Regions from separate parts of the Mus musculus genome. Here regions 2, 3, 4 and 5 are each linked to region 1. Evidence: chromatin contacts called from public HiChIP or PLAC-seq and promoter capture Hi-C data. All regions are on one chromosome and are shown on one strand. Each heading gives the region's core, a stretch centred on a gene start, on an enhancer-like site or on the middle of the called end of the contact. The rest is flanking DNA. Distances are from core to core; before and after follow the strand shown.

Region 1 (2,651 bases), core at 108-2,607:
AAGAGACCTTTTCTATATAGTCTAAGGCTAAAAATATTGGGAGAGCAAAGTTCTACTGGATATAACCTTTAAGGATCAATTAAAACTTATCCCAGAGATATGAAACTTCTTGAAATACAGGCTTGTTTTTCTTGTTTGTTTGTTTGCTTGTTTTAAAAGAAGCCTTTCTTTAGCAGTTGACTGCCATGGTATCAGTAATCACACTGATAACTCTACCCCCACAAAGTATAAGTTTTCCTCACCAACAGGAATGACTTAAGTGCCTGTCTCTCCTTTCATGCATTAGGTCTTTCTCATCTGAAAGCCACCAAATGAGATTTGATAACTAGCTCATCTTGATAGTATTACTTATAAAGCTAATGGAGCCAAAGCTGTACAAACCTGTACCTAACAAAAATAGTCTGCTCAGGGAATGTCTTCATTGTGCAGCAAATGAGGACCATCAAGTCACCCTCACCTCTTCTCCCTCTTACCCATAGAAAGTTCTTTCTGGCCTCCCACCTTAGCTGTCCTCCTCAGCCCAGCCAGATTTACTGACAAGTCCCTCCAGTGCAGACACAAATGGGTTTATGTACAAGTTTTTCCCCTGACTAGAAAGTCAATAGCTTTTCTTCATATATAAAATAAAAACCCTTCATATTAAGGTCCTACCCAATTACTGCAACCATAACCCCGGTCACTCATCCTCCAGTCCTAACTCGACTATCAGCAGTCGATAGGACTACACAGGCTGTCCTCCCCTTCCTTTGGAATTTCCTACTAAATCCTATCATCCAACCCCCAACACGAATGTGCAATCTCTCAGGGTGACATCACTGTCTTTGTGTTCAGACACTGTACGTCCACGCCTCACTTTTGACATAGGTCTACTTCCTGTAGACCACGGACTATAAACACGTAATAGATTCCTTACACAGTCTGGGTCAGATAGAAAGAATGCAAAAAAGCAAGGATCAGGGTTTCAGTCTCCAAGAAATTTCTACAGTGAAGTCAATCTGAGGCACGTCACAATGTAAACTTCTTTCCCATTTTTTAGCAGTGAGGTCCGCCTTCTTTCTCCCCTGGCGGCCCTGTGGTCATCGGTTCCACCGCGCTAACTCCGACCTTACAGGCCGCTTGTTACTCACCGTGCTTCCCGGGCCCGTAGGGCGCCTCGGGGAATCAGGAGCTCAAAGATCCACCGTCGCTGTTGTCACGGCCGCCGCCAAGCTAGGGTTTGGTTGTTGGGCCCGTTTGTTGGGCACGCAGAGTCAGGATCCAGGTAGCGTCTCAGATGACTGCGGCCCCGCCTCTGGGACGTTGGGGTCGCGGGAACCGAGGCGGCAAGCGCTCGCTGGAGGGAACCAAAGGGCGCGCCGCGCCTGCTGATTGGCCAGAAGCCCGGCCAGTCCCGCTGCAGGGGCGGTACCACGGTCGTCACGCAACGTCTCAACTGCAGACTGCTGTGACGACCAATCGGAGCCCAGCCTGGGATTAGCGCTCGCCCTATCCCAAGGTTCTTTAAAGAACCGAGGGCGCCATCGCAGCTCTGTGTCACTACTCAGAGGATTTAAACCTTCATTTGGTCAACGGTTAAGTTCCGGTTTGGCTGGCATTGGCCAAACGCATGCGCAGTTAAAAAAAGAAATCCCGGCTGGTTTGCTGGAAGTGCTTCCTGCACAGATTGTGGTCTGACTGCTGGGATCCACTTAGCCAAGCTTGGTTCTCCCCTGTAATTCCTGCGCTCTTCCGAGGCAGGTGCTGAGACAGGAGGCTCGCCACGAGTTAGAGACAAGCTGGAATTATTTAGAGACCCTGTCTCAAAAGACTAGAGTCGAGTGTGGTGGTGCGCCGCCTTAGTCCCAGCTTTGAAGAGGTGGGTGGAGGCAGAGAGGTCTTCTAAGCTACGAAGCAAATCAAAGACCAACTTGGTCTGCATGAGACCCTGTCTCAGGAGAAAAAAAGTTTTCAAGCCCTTAGATGATCAGAGATAGAGGAGGTTAAATTTGCTTTAAGTTGTTTCTAAAATATGATCGATCTTACCAATTTTGGGAAATTCCTTCTCGTTGAACAGAAAATACTGGTGGCTATTTATACTTATTTCCAGTGCTGATATTGGGGACAGTTGTGGTGTGTGATTTATGTGTGCGTGCTGCCAGAGGTCCATGTTGGAGATCTTTGAGATGATCAGGCATTCGTTGTAATTAAAACAAAACAAGAAAAGACTTAAATTAAAAAGGAAGCACGTCTATAGTGTTAGGGGAAGGTAGCAAACGTGTTCTTAGGATTAGTTCATGTTACATTAAACTTTGTGTATTTTTTAAAAGGCAGGTAAAAATCTAAATACATAAAAGACTTTAAATTAATAATGTATCAATGTTGGGTTAATAGAAACAAATGTACATACTTATATAAGATGTTAAAAAAAAAAAGAGGAAAGTGCGTGGGAGGTGTGCTTCATTTATTTTCTGTATATCTGAGACTGTTCTGGGAGGCTAGTATGCAGCTAAGTAGTAGTGTAGGACCCCAGCATGTGCAGGGTCCTGGGTTGAGTGACTAGCACCACACACTAAGTAAATACTTTTAACAGGTAAAATCTGGGGCTGTAGAGATAGCTCAGTGGTTAAGAGCACTTGCTGATCTTGCAGATCATCTTGGTTGCCGGCATCCTG
Region 2 (2,651 bases), core at 113-2,612, 950 kb before region 1:
CAGACATCAGATGGTGATGATAGTGATGATAGAACTGGCTGGCTGGGTAGAGCAATGGTGAGCACTGTGTACAAGCAGAAACAGGGTTGGGTTGCAGGGATTAGGGATGCCCATGAGGGTGGCTTGGGTGGCGGTCGGTGGCATTAAAGGAGGAGGTGAAGGTGATGGTGGTATGCAAGGCATAAGAACAACATTCACTGTCACCTATAATCCCAGCACCTGGGAGGCTGAGCCAGGAGTATTTTGAGTTTGAGGCCAGGTTGGGTTGCCTAGTGAAACTCTGGGGAAAGAAAAGAAAAGAAAGGAAAGGAAAGAAAAGAAAGGAAAGGAAAGGAAAGGAAAGGAAAGGAAAGGAAAGGAAAGGAAAGGAAAGGAAAAGGAAAGGAAAAGAAAAGAAAAGAAAAGAAATGAAAAAAAAGAAAAAAACCCAAAACCCTGAAAAACACGTAGTGGCTGAGCTCAGCTTTTTGGTTGGAGGATCACACTCTTCCAGGTTTTTTAGGCCTCTGGGAGGACTGATTTTCAGTAAGACTGAAGTCAAGGAGGGAGCAAAAATATCTTGTTCTATTGATCAACTAGGATCTTTGGGTCCCGGGTAGTGAAAAGGACAGAGGGAGGCAGACAGTGCTGCAGGGGCAGCTGGAGCTTGCCTTGCCCGGTTTCTTCCTGCTTCTCCTGGCCTTTGTCACTCTCTAAGCCCAGTATGTCTGCTCCTAAGAGTGGTCCCCACTAACGGTGCAGACAATGCCATAGGTAAGCCACCCATCCCATTATGGAACTCTGCTGGCCTTGTCTGCCCAGCGCAGGCCTGCCTGCTTCTTTCTGGCTGCTGCACTGAGCAGCAGTCTTAATAGAGAATCCGCCTCTGCGCTGCGGCTCCCCGCCCGCCCGCCCATCCCTATTATCGGCACCATCAACGGCGGCAAATGACACTCTCGGAATCTTGACTCCAATCTGATGCCTGGTCCCCGGGGCCGAGGAGAGGCGCAGGCCAGCTAGGCTGGGGGGCTGGGGAGGGGGTGTGCAGTAATAGGATGTGGCCGAGGATAGTCTATTAGCATTGCTGGAAATGTTGATGAGCCCCCTTTCTGGCCCCTTGTCGTCCCATCCTCGCTCAGCCAGACACTGAGGAGGCCTTGGTGGGGGTGGGGGGAATAGTTTGTGGGGCTGGGGCTGGGGTCCAGATATCAAGCTCCCTTGGGGACCATAGACCTTAGAGGAAGGTCAAGAAAATAGTTTATTTAGCCTTTTAGCCTTCTGACCACTGATCTGGGAGGAAGAGGGAGTGGGGTCCTTTCTAGCAGGGAGCACGTGATTTTTCCATTTCCAAAACAATGGGTCCTGGGGCTTCAGGTCTGGAAGGAGCCCCAAGGAGCAGTCCTCCCACCCACTCTCCCTTTTCCGGCCTCTTGAAAGTAAGCTGTTCAGTTCCTCCCTGGGATGCTTGCTAAGTGTTTCCTCTTTGGGAGTTCTGATTGGCTTTTCTCAGTATCAGCATCCTGAGATGCCTAGAGGTCACCTACCCACAAGACAGCTTCCCTGGGTTTGGAGAGGAAGTTAGGTCTCAAGCCTGTTTTCCTGGGCTACCTCAGTTCCTCATGGCTGCAGATCTGTTGGCCTGTGTGTAATGTGTTTATGGAAGGGTAGTAAAAGGCTGAGCCCAACCACAAGGTACAGAAGAGGCAGGGGAGATAGTGGGTAGAACCCCGGATGCATGAATGCAGAATAGTCGGATTCTAACCCAGTCCAGTTGCTTTGAGACCCTAGGAGAGCTACACACTGTCATCCTAAGTGCTTCTCCTTGCCCTGCCCTCTCTTCAACTGTCCTTTTTAGGATGATGAGCTAGGAGAGGTGGCACACACCCATATCCCAGTACCTGGGTTAGAACCACCAGGAGTTCAAGGTCATTATCAGCTACATAGTGAGTTCAAGGCCAGCCCAGGCTCCATGAGCCCTTGTCAAACAAACAAACAAACAAGCAAACAAACAAACAAAACTGGACCCCAAATTTGAAGAGAAAACGAAGCCCCTCAGGAGACTGAGGAGTTCTAATAGCTCATTGCTTTGGGAAGCCATGCATTTGGGGCTCGATGATATACAATAGAGTCAAGTTAACACCTCTCTTCTGTCCATGAAAACAGCTTGAAGGGGATGGGAGAAAATGAAGCAAAATGTAGAATGTGGTGTTGGGCCTGGCTCTATGGGACAGGCAAATGGGTGAGAGGGTAGAAGGCCTATCCTGTCTGGCTCTGTCCTATCCTGAAGGGTGTCTGACAAGTTGGAAGCCAGAGCACCTAGGCCAGCAAGACTGAACTTCTTAAAGCCCAGCTTTGCCAGAAGAAGAAGAGGTTGGACTAGCTGATCCAGGAAGGGGAAGAAAGAGCCATAGCCAGCTCTCCCCTCCCCCAAGCCTGGGCTTCTAAGCATCACGCCGAACTCAATCTGTTCTGCCCACTGCTTCCACCATGCCCCAGAGTCCAGAGGCCACAGACGGTCAAGCTGTTTGCCTCTGCTGAGTGGCTGCCCTCGGTGCCCCCAGCAGGGGCCTGGCCATCAGTCACAGGGCTGGCAGTCCTCAGGGCTGGACATAGAGCCTTATGGGCAGGGATAGATGTAGACTGTGGGTAGAAGGCAGCAGGGGGCACGGTCT
Region 3 (2,651 bases), core at 86-2,585, 780 kb before region 1:
AGGGATGGCACCATCCACAATGGGTCCTCCCACCCTTGATCACTAATTGAGAAAATGCTTTACAGCAGGATCTCATGGAGGCATTTCCTCAACTGAAGCTCCTTTCTCTGTGATAACTCCAGCTTGTGTCAAGTTGACACACCAAACCAGCCAGTACACCTAGTTAGAGGATGCTGCTGCCCCGCGTGAAGACGAAGAACTTAAGGGAGTGGAATTAAAATGAGACAAAATGCAGAGAACTTCTAGCCGGTAACGTCTGGCTTCCTTTCAGAAGTGCCTTCCTATAGCACCAAACTCTCAGACCACCATTCCTTACCTTCATCCTTCGTCCTGGAACTAGGCACCCACTCTACCTACCTTAACAGCCATAACCCTACGACACTTTTCCTCCTCAGTGCTGGAGATGGAACTCAAGGCCCAGTGCATAGTAAGCAAGTTCTCTTCTACTAAGCCACACCTCTTTCATCTTCACGGTTTACCTTCTGGAAGCTGACGCCTTAGGAACCCTGGTTACAGTCAGATAAACCTTAACCAACTGTGTGACCTCGGGCAAGACTCTACCTCTCTCCAGATCCCTACATTTCCTTAGTGAGAGGGTTCAATGGGCAATACAAACGTAACATTATCATATCAGTCTTTGCCACAATCCCAGTCTCCTTGTCCAGGCAGTCAGGGCCCTAAGCTGGGAGAGCCTGTGAACTTGATCTCTCAGGCAGGTATCTGCTGACTCAACATGTGACCTTGAGCAAATCAAATGCCTTCGCTGAAGGTCTTCATTTTCATCTTCCTAAGTAGGGGACAACTTTCTCTGAGCTGTCTTCTTCATAGGGCTTTAAAGAGTGTTTTGACGACTGTGGAAAGACCCAAAGAGTCTGCAGAGATGTGACTTTAGGCAAGTGGCCTGGCCTCTCTGAACTTGGAAACAAACTATTGGTATAGCAGGGCCAGGGCAAGCCCACCGTCCCGGAGAGTAGTGCATGCCGGAAGCTCTGCCCGCCGGTCGTGAGTCCCCACCCCCACCCGACCAGGACCGCACCTGCGCAGCTGCTGGATCTTGTCCCGGTAGCGGTCGTAGAAGGGGTTCGCTTCCAGCTCGCTGACCCCACTGCCGTCTGCTCCCTCGGGGGGCAGGCCCGAGCCCCGGCGCACCGGGAACACGCGCAACTGTGCCGGTGACACGAACCCCAGCCCCAGGGCGCGGCTGCGCACTGCACACAGGCCTCGGTAGAGACCCGCCACCTGCAGGACTGCGGGGCACGCTCCACCCGCAGCGGACACTACCGCCGCCATGGCCGCCTGCGACTCCCCCTCCTCCTCCTCGGGCGCGTCAGCCTCGGCCCCCGGCCCGCGCGCCTGCTCCATCTCCCGCAAGGTCCGCGAGGCCCGCGTTCCGCCACCGAGGTTCCGCGCGCTCAAGGTTCCGGGTGCTGGAGTGGAGAAGGGACAACGACGCTTCGGGCTGGCAGCTCCCGGTTCTGCCCACCCGCTCTAGGGGTGTCGTGGCGCGTCTCCTCCCGGGAGTCTGCCAGGATTCACCCCACCCCCTACCCCCGACCAGCAGCCTCTGCGCGCCAGGCTTCTGGAAAGCTGGCTTGCATCTTCGGGTTCTCACAGGGCTTGCCCCTTTTCTAAATTTACTTGGCACTAGCTGTAACAGTTTCTTTAGCTGCAAAGGATGTCTGAACATCATAGCTGAAGCTTCTCTTTATCAGTGTCTATTTGCAGAAGGTTCCATTGGCCTCATACCCTATGAAGTAGATATTAACCTCATTTTACAGATGGAGAAGCTAAACAGGCTGTGAACCATTAAAGTAGTAAGTTCCACCTAAAAGCTAAGCTTTTTAAAAACGCAATGCCTCTGAAGTCTGGGTTCCTTCCTGGCATTTAATTGAACTACTTTCCTCAGAGACATAAGGAATTATCCTGGACAAGTCTTTATTTGGGCTCTCCCCTTCTCAACCAAAATGTCACCATCTTCATTTGCTGAACCAAACTTGAGCTTAGGAACAATGGTATCTCACCTGCTACCATCCAAAGCAGACCTTATGTGAGGGCAGTCACATGGAAGTCCTTATCTGGACCTTAGTTGATAGGAACCTCTCCCGAGGCAGGAACAGGGACTCCAAACTCTGTTCAATACAGCCTGCGCTCAGACATCAGACTCTCGATGCTGGGACAGTGCATTGGGAGATATGGAAGTCTGACTTTGCTGGCCTGTACCTGGCTCAGAATTTTTCCACGTGCTGTTTCCTCTGCTCAAACAGGCATGCATTGCCTCCTCCTCATCTGGAACTCAGTTCTCTCAGCGCCTCAAAGAGACCTCTAGAGAAACCTCCCCATCCTTTAAAAAAAAAAATTGTGTTCAAGTGTGGTGAAGCACATGTGGAAATCAGAAGACAATTTTGTGAAATAGGCTCTCTCCTTCTTTTCCAGTTTCCAACTCCTTTCCAGCTGATCTAATTCAGCTCTCCAGGCTCACAGGGCAAGTGCTTTTAAGCTGCTGAGCCATCTCTCCCCCATTCCTCCTTATAGTCTATCTTTACTCTTCCCCCACCCAGAGCTGAGGACTGAACCCAGGGCCTTGTGTAAGCACTCTACTAAGCTAAATCCCCAACCCTTTCCAGTCTTTTTTTTTTTTTTTTTTTTGGTTT
Region 4 (2,651 bases), core at 75-2,574, 770 kb before region 1:
TATGATTCCATTTCTACAAACGAAACATCCCAGATAAATAAGTTTATTGAGACAGTAGGAGTAACTGGAGTGCATCTTAAACTTCTCCCTTATCTATCTATCTATCTATCTATCTATCTATCTATCTATCTATCTATCTATCTATCTATGTACTTATTGTGTATGTGTACATGTGTACATAGTAAGATGCATGTGGAGATCAGAGAAGAACTTGTGGGCGTGGGCTTTCTTCTTCTACCACGTGGCTCCTGCTCAGGGTGTCAGGCTTGCTGGCAAGCATTGAGGCATCTGGCCAGCCTCAGACGAAGCTGTTAAAGGAGTATGAAGCTTCATTCTGGGGTGATAAAAATGCTATGGAATTAAGTCAAGGTGATGGCTATATAATCTTGAGAATATACTAAGGCCCATGCAATTACACAGTTTAAAAGGGTGACATGGAGTATGAATTATATCTCCATTAAAAAAGGACCATAGAAATCTCTGTATCTGTTTGTTTATTTTTTTGGTGGTTAATGCTACCAGTTAATCTGTATTAAAAAAAATAACAAAGATACTATTTAGAAAATGACATTAGAAAATTTCCAACAAAAGCCTTTAACAATTTAAAAAGGATTTGATCCAGGGGTGGTGGTGTATGCCTGTAATCCAGAGTTCAAGACCAGACTCAGATATACAGAGTAGTAAGGTCAACCTGGCTATATGAGGTTGTCTCAAAACAAACAAAAAACATACAAAAAAACCTCAACAAAACAAAACAAAACAAAAACTTTAAACAAACACCAATCAACCAACAAACTAAAAAAATCCAAAAGGGGTTTCAGAGAGATGGATCAGTGGTCAGGAGTTTGTACTCCTCCCCCTGCGGACCAGAGTTCAGTTCCTAGCGTCCGTGTCAGGTAGTTCACAACTGCCTGCAGCTCCAGCTCCAGCTCCAGAAGGATCTGATGTTTCTGGCCTTTGAGAGTGCACACACAATTAAGAATTATAGAAGAAATAAAAAATAAAAAGGACTTGACTGAGTTCTTAAGCTCACTGAAAAGATTATAATACTATAGAAAGAAGAAGGTCACTAGTGTGTGTTTCTTTAAAAGCTTTCCTGATTATTTTTCTTCATTTATTCAAGATCATGCTTTGACTCCACATGCCTCTTGCTGTTTGGTACTTGGGAAGATGTGCTGAAGGGAGGAAAAGCTATTTCTGTGCAAGATCTACTCCATTGAGGAAGTCTCATAAATTCCTGAAAGGCCCTCCTCACTCCTGTTGCTTCGCGGGCCTGGCAGTGCAGCTGGTGAGACCTCAGAAATGCCCTGAGCCAGAAAAGCAGCTGGGATACTTCTTCCCAACAGCAAATGGCTAGATGGGAATTCCTTTCAATAGAGAGTAAATACAATGACTCGCCTTCCCCTCCAGAAAACAAAGGAAAGCCACCCCAGACGGGGCGAAAAGTAATGGTAGTTAAGCATTAACTGCAAGATGAATAAGCAACACAGTCATTCAGTTTCACAGTCCTACCAGGCTCTGTGCTGCAGGCTAGGGAGTGAACAGGAGACTTCCATGAGACTTTCCTCACGGAAGCTAAACTGTTTCTTCCTAGGGAATTTCAACAGTGGCATATGCTAATTAGGAGCAAGTAAAACATGTCATAACGCACAGGAAGCACCTGCTCCAGACCTGGGAGAGCACGATGGCATCTGAACCTAAGTGAAGAACCAGTGCAAGGTATGTGGTCAGAACTGGACGACTTTCCAGACGGCAAGAGACAACCAGGAAGCCTCACCATCACAATGAAGAGTACAAGACACTACTGAGAACAAGGCAGACATTGTTCTATGACATATAGCCTTTGTATGAATACTTATTCTGCTCGCTGTCAGAATCCCAGAGGGCCTGTTGCAGGGAAACAGTCAACTTTGACTTGTTTTGCTAATCTAACAGAATTGTGTTTGCTTTTTCTGTCCTCTGCTTTAGACAACCTATCCTTATGGAAAGAAAGGGACATTTTTGGAGACATGATCTCACTATATAGAGCACAGGCTGGCCTCAATATCTTTATTGTTGTGCCTCAGTTGAGATTATAGGTATATGCACTGTGTCTGGCTGAGACTGTATCCTTATTTTTTTTTTTTATTTTATTTTTTTTTTTTTGAGACAGGGTTTCTCTGTGTACCCTTGGCTGTCCTGGAACTCACTTTGTAGACCAGGCTGGCTTCGAACTCAGAAATCCGCCTGCCTCTGCCTCCCAAAAAGCATATGCCACCACCGCCCGGCAAGATTGTATCTTATACTGTATTCCATCCTTTGACATGGGGTCTGGAGGGCACTTAGTGAATGACTGAAGACCTTAAACAACATTTAAGAGAAAGGTAGTATGGAAGCTTTAGAGTCAGCCTCAGCTTGAATTCTGTCTCAACCAATTAACTGCTGTTTAGATGTGGGCAGCTTTCTGTATCTGGCCCAACAATGTTAGCTATAAATTGTGTGTGTGTGTGTTTCTGTGCGTGTACCTGTGTATTTGCAGGTATGTGGAGGCCAGAGGGCAATCTCAGGTGTTACTCCTCAGGTACTGTCCACCTTTTAAAATAGATGATTATTATGTTTGTGTATGATGTGTGTGGGTGTGGGTGTACACATGTCATATGTTGAGCTCAGAG
Region 5 (2,651 bases), core at 98-2,597, 590 kb after region 1:
TCTCCATTTCCAAGTCTGTCTTTGTCTGTGACCTAGGCACACACTATGGTTGTTTTTTCCAGTATCAATTAGGATTTGGAAAGAAACAGGAGTAGGGGACTATCTCCCAAGCAAAGTCAGTTTCCATCTAGAAAAGTCCCTGGAGTGACCACTGACCACTTAACAAACTTTAGGTCAACTCATAACATATTCCTCCCTGATTCTGGCACAAATGAAAAGTATTTATTGTGGGTGGTGGACACAGAACCATAGTTTACCAACAAACCTTACAAATGTGAATGCACAATAGACAGTGCCTACCAGCTATCCAGCTGGTTTCTTGCACAAGGCAGACTGCTAGCTGTGCACCTTGCCCAAGGCCAACCTATGCCCTGCTAATAGGGTAGCACAGGAAGATCCTGCAACAGTATTCTCGTCTCCTGGCATCTAGTTCAGGATGATTGCCAACGCATTAATCTATATTTGAAGATAAGGGCATTGCAGGAAAAAATATCAAGAGATGCCGGGTTTGGAGAGGAAAGTTGGGAGAAGCAATAATTACTTGGTGCCCTTAGGAAAATATTAGACAAGCAAGTTCATCCTGTCATTTCCGTTTCTCTCCTATGATATCTTACCCTTTTCAGGAAACAGGGGCATTTGGGACAATCGGTACTGGGTAGGGTCTGGGGTACAGAGGGAGAGGAGTGAGAATGAGCACCAGGGTTGGAGGATCCAGCCTTAGGTCAGAAAAAGGGTCAAGGAGAGGGAGGGATGCCTGGCCTGGGGCACTGTGTGAATGAAACAGCAAAAGGGTTGGAAGTCAGGGTGTAGAAAAGGGTACTAGGTGTTGGGAAGATGAAGTCAGAAGAAGGCAACCAAAGGGTAAAGGTAGGATAAAAGACAGGAGAGTTAGAAGCGGACACAGAGAGGGGATCCATCCAACCAAGACCAAAAGTCTAGGGGAAACTGTCCGCGAGTGGAGAAGGAACCATCTGGGCTGGGCTCAGACTTGGAGTCCGGGAGGACAGATGCTAGGGAAGGGAGCCCAGGCTGTGCCCAGAGGGCGGAGGTGGAGCGAGTGGGCTGAATGGAGAAGGCTGGTCCCAAACCCTGGCCCCTCAGGCTGGAGTGTCCAGGCAGGCGGGAGAGTGGCAGGGCTGGTGCTCGCTCACCGATCCAGGCGGCCGGCACTGTCCTCCGTCGGGGGGTTGCGGACGGGCGCGGGCGGTGGCAAGGAGGGCGGCTAGCAGCGGCCCCGCCAGGGCGGCGTGCATCCTGCCGGGGCCCGCGGGACGCGGGGGTCCCTCTTGGGCAGCGCCCCCTCAGCAGGGCGGGGAGCCCCCAGCTGGGCACCGAGGATCTTCTGGAGCACAGGGCTCCAGGCGCGAGATGCTGGGAGCCCGCTGGGGCGTGGCTGGATGTCCCTGTCGGACCTGGGGGTCTCTCTGGGGCGGGGCTCCGGTCTGTTGGAAGAGGGGGATCCTCTGGGGCGGGGCCCCTCACCAGGGCGCGCAGCCGGGTTGGCCGAGCCCCGGAATTCTGAGAGCGCGCAGGGGTCCTAGAGCGCGTGGGGGTCCCGGAGCCGCGTCAGGGTCCAGGGGTACGCGGGGCTCCTGGGGCAGTCCTGAGATTCCAGGGTGAGCGGGGGAACTCGGGTTATGCTGGGCACCCGGGGCGCGCAAGGGTCCCAGGGGTGCGCGGCGCTCCAGGGGGCGCGCAGTGGGACAAGTGCGGCAGAGGGCGCGGCGGGGCGGGGGTCTGCTCTGAGGTGCCGGGCTGCCCCCGAGCCCGGCTCAGAGGGGCGGCGGGCGGCCGCGCGGCCGCTGCCCGGGCTCCGCCATGCTGCTCCGCGGCCGGGAGGGAGGGAGAGAGGAGGGCGGGAGAGCGGCGCGGAGCCGGGCCGGGCGGGGGGCTGGGGCCGCCGGGCGGGGGAGGGGAGGACCCGGCGCGGGAGGCGGGGGGCCGGGGCCGCGGCGGGCCGGGCCGGGCCGGGCCGCAGGGAGTCGGAGCGAGCTCGGCGCCCGGGCGCGGCGAGGCGGGGTCTGCCGGGCATGGCAGGCGCTCGCTGGCTCCGCGCTCGCTCTCTCGCTCGTTCCCTCGCACGCGCGCGGAGGGAGGCGAAGCCCGCAGCAGCCACTTCCCAACTTTCCAAACTTCCCAGCGCAACTTTTTCCTCTCCTCCCCTGCCTGCGCCTCCTCCCTCCTCCCTCTCCTTTCCTCTCCTCTCTCCAGCTCTGCGCCGGGATGTAGCTCCTGAGCGCTACCGCCAGAGGGCGTCTGGCTCAGTGGACCTTGGGTTAAGGTGGAAGTCCAATGGTCAGGCTGAGACAAATTTGGGAACATGGGCCAGTTTCTCAGAGCACATCTGCGAGGCCTGGCGAGAGTAAGCAGTTAACAGGACAGGATTTGTGTAGGCACTTCGAGGTATATCGGAGAATGAGATGGTCACTGGAGATCCAGAAAACGTGGTATTTGCTTACAACGTTTTGTCATGCTGCTGTGCCTAACACCACCACATGTGTTCCTAGGCACTCTGCAAAGACCCACTACATTAAATTAAAACATGTCTAAAGAACATAAAACAATTAGAATTCCTTGGAAGCTCCATTCAGTCAGTCATTCTCCTGTCTGTTTCTCTGGGTGTACACACACACACACACACACACACACAC

Evidence for each region. Promoter capture Hi-C pulls out the DNA fragments that hold promoters and counts their contacts. HiChIP or PLAC-seq counts read pairs in DNA pulled down with a chosen protein or histone mark.
Region 2: a contact with region 1 is called in an H3K27ac HiChIP or PLAC-seq map of embryonic stem cells, with 5 times the contacts expected there. The contact joins the enhancer-like site here to the promoter of Stil in region 1. A contact is called at or near these places in 4 of 39 promoter capture datasets (embryonic stem cells, hippocampal neurons and stem cell-derived epiblast-like cells), 1 of 484 Hi-C or Micro-C datasets (embryonic stem cells), 5 of 115 datasets of contacts at active chromatin or transcription factors (embryonic stem cells, large pre-B cells and stem cell-derived neural progenitor cells) and 1 of 9 other capture datasets (embryonic stem cells).
Region 3: a promoter capture Hi-C map of the HPC-7 cell line shows a contact between it and region 1. The contact joins the promoter of Atpaf1 here to the promoter of Stil in region 1. A contact is called at or near these places in 12 of 39 promoter capture datasets (the 3T3-L1 cell line, the C10 cell line, the HPC-7 cell line and 7 more), 6 of 115 datasets of contacts at active chromatin or transcription factors (bone marrow-derived macrophages, embryonic stem cells, large pre-B cells and 1 more) and 1 of 9 other capture datasets (embryonic stem cells).
Region 4: a contact with region 1 is called in an H3K27ac HiChIP or PLAC-seq map of trophoblast stem cells, with 6 times the contacts expected there. The contact joins the enhancer-like site here to the promoter of Stil in region 1. A contact is called at or near these places in 5 of 115 datasets of contacts at active chromatin or transcription factors (the 230-238 cell line, bone marrow-derived macrophages, embryonic stem cells and 2 more).
Region 5: an H3K4me3 HiChIP or PLAC-seq map of stem cell-derived neural progenitor cells shows a contact between it and region 1, with 18 read pairs. The contact joins the promoter of Trabd2b here to the promoter of Stil in region 1. A contact is called at or near these places in 5 of 39 promoter capture datasets (the 3T3-L1 cell line, cranial neural crest, frontonasal cranial neural crest and 2 more) and 1 of 115 datasets of contacts at active chromatin or transcription factors (stem cell-derived neural progenitor cells).

The regions. Positions count from the first base shown.
Region 1 is chr4:114,998,824-115,001,474 of GRCm38.p6, reverse strand. It overlaps Stil (Scl/Tal1 interrupting locus), which reads right to left and starts at 1,357. Exons shown (of 17, transcript NM_009185.3): 1 at 1,128-1,357.
Region 2 is chr4:115,953,587-115,956,237 of GRCm38.p6, reverse strand. No RefSeq gene overlaps it. Among named protein-coding and RNA genes, the nearest start is that of Dmbx1, 15 kb to the right of the region's middle. Within about 2 kb of position 1,362, at least 6 of the 459 cell types and tissues checked have an H3K27ac peak or open chromatin away from gene starts, as enhancers often do. A contact at or near this core is called in embryonic stem cells, where this site is marked.
Region 3 is chr4:115,783,690-115,786,340 of GRCm38.p6, reverse strand. It overlaps Atpaf1 (ATP synthase mitochondrial F1 complex assembly factor 1), which reads right to left and starts at 1,335. Exons shown (of 9, transcript NM_001369233.1): 1 at 1,037-1,335. The coding sequence starts at 1,290.
Region 4 is chr4:115,766,919-115,769,569 of GRCm38.p6, reverse strand. All of the region lies in intron 10 of Efcab14 (EF-hand calcium binding domain 14), which reads right to left. Among named protein-coding and RNA genes, the nearest start is that of Tex38, 13 kb to the left of the region's middle. Within about 2 kb of position 1,324, at least 43 of the 459 cell types and tissues checked have an H3K27ac peak or open chromatin away from gene starts, as enhancers often do. A contact at or near this core is called in extraembryonic endoderm stem cells and trophoblast stem cells, where this site is marked.
Region 5 is chr4:114,405,420-114,408,070 of GRCm38.p6, reverse strand. It overlaps Trabd2b (TraB domain containing 2B), which reads right to left and starts at 1,347. Exons shown (of 7, transcript NM_001085549.1): 1 at 1,152-1,347. The coding sequence starts at 1,253.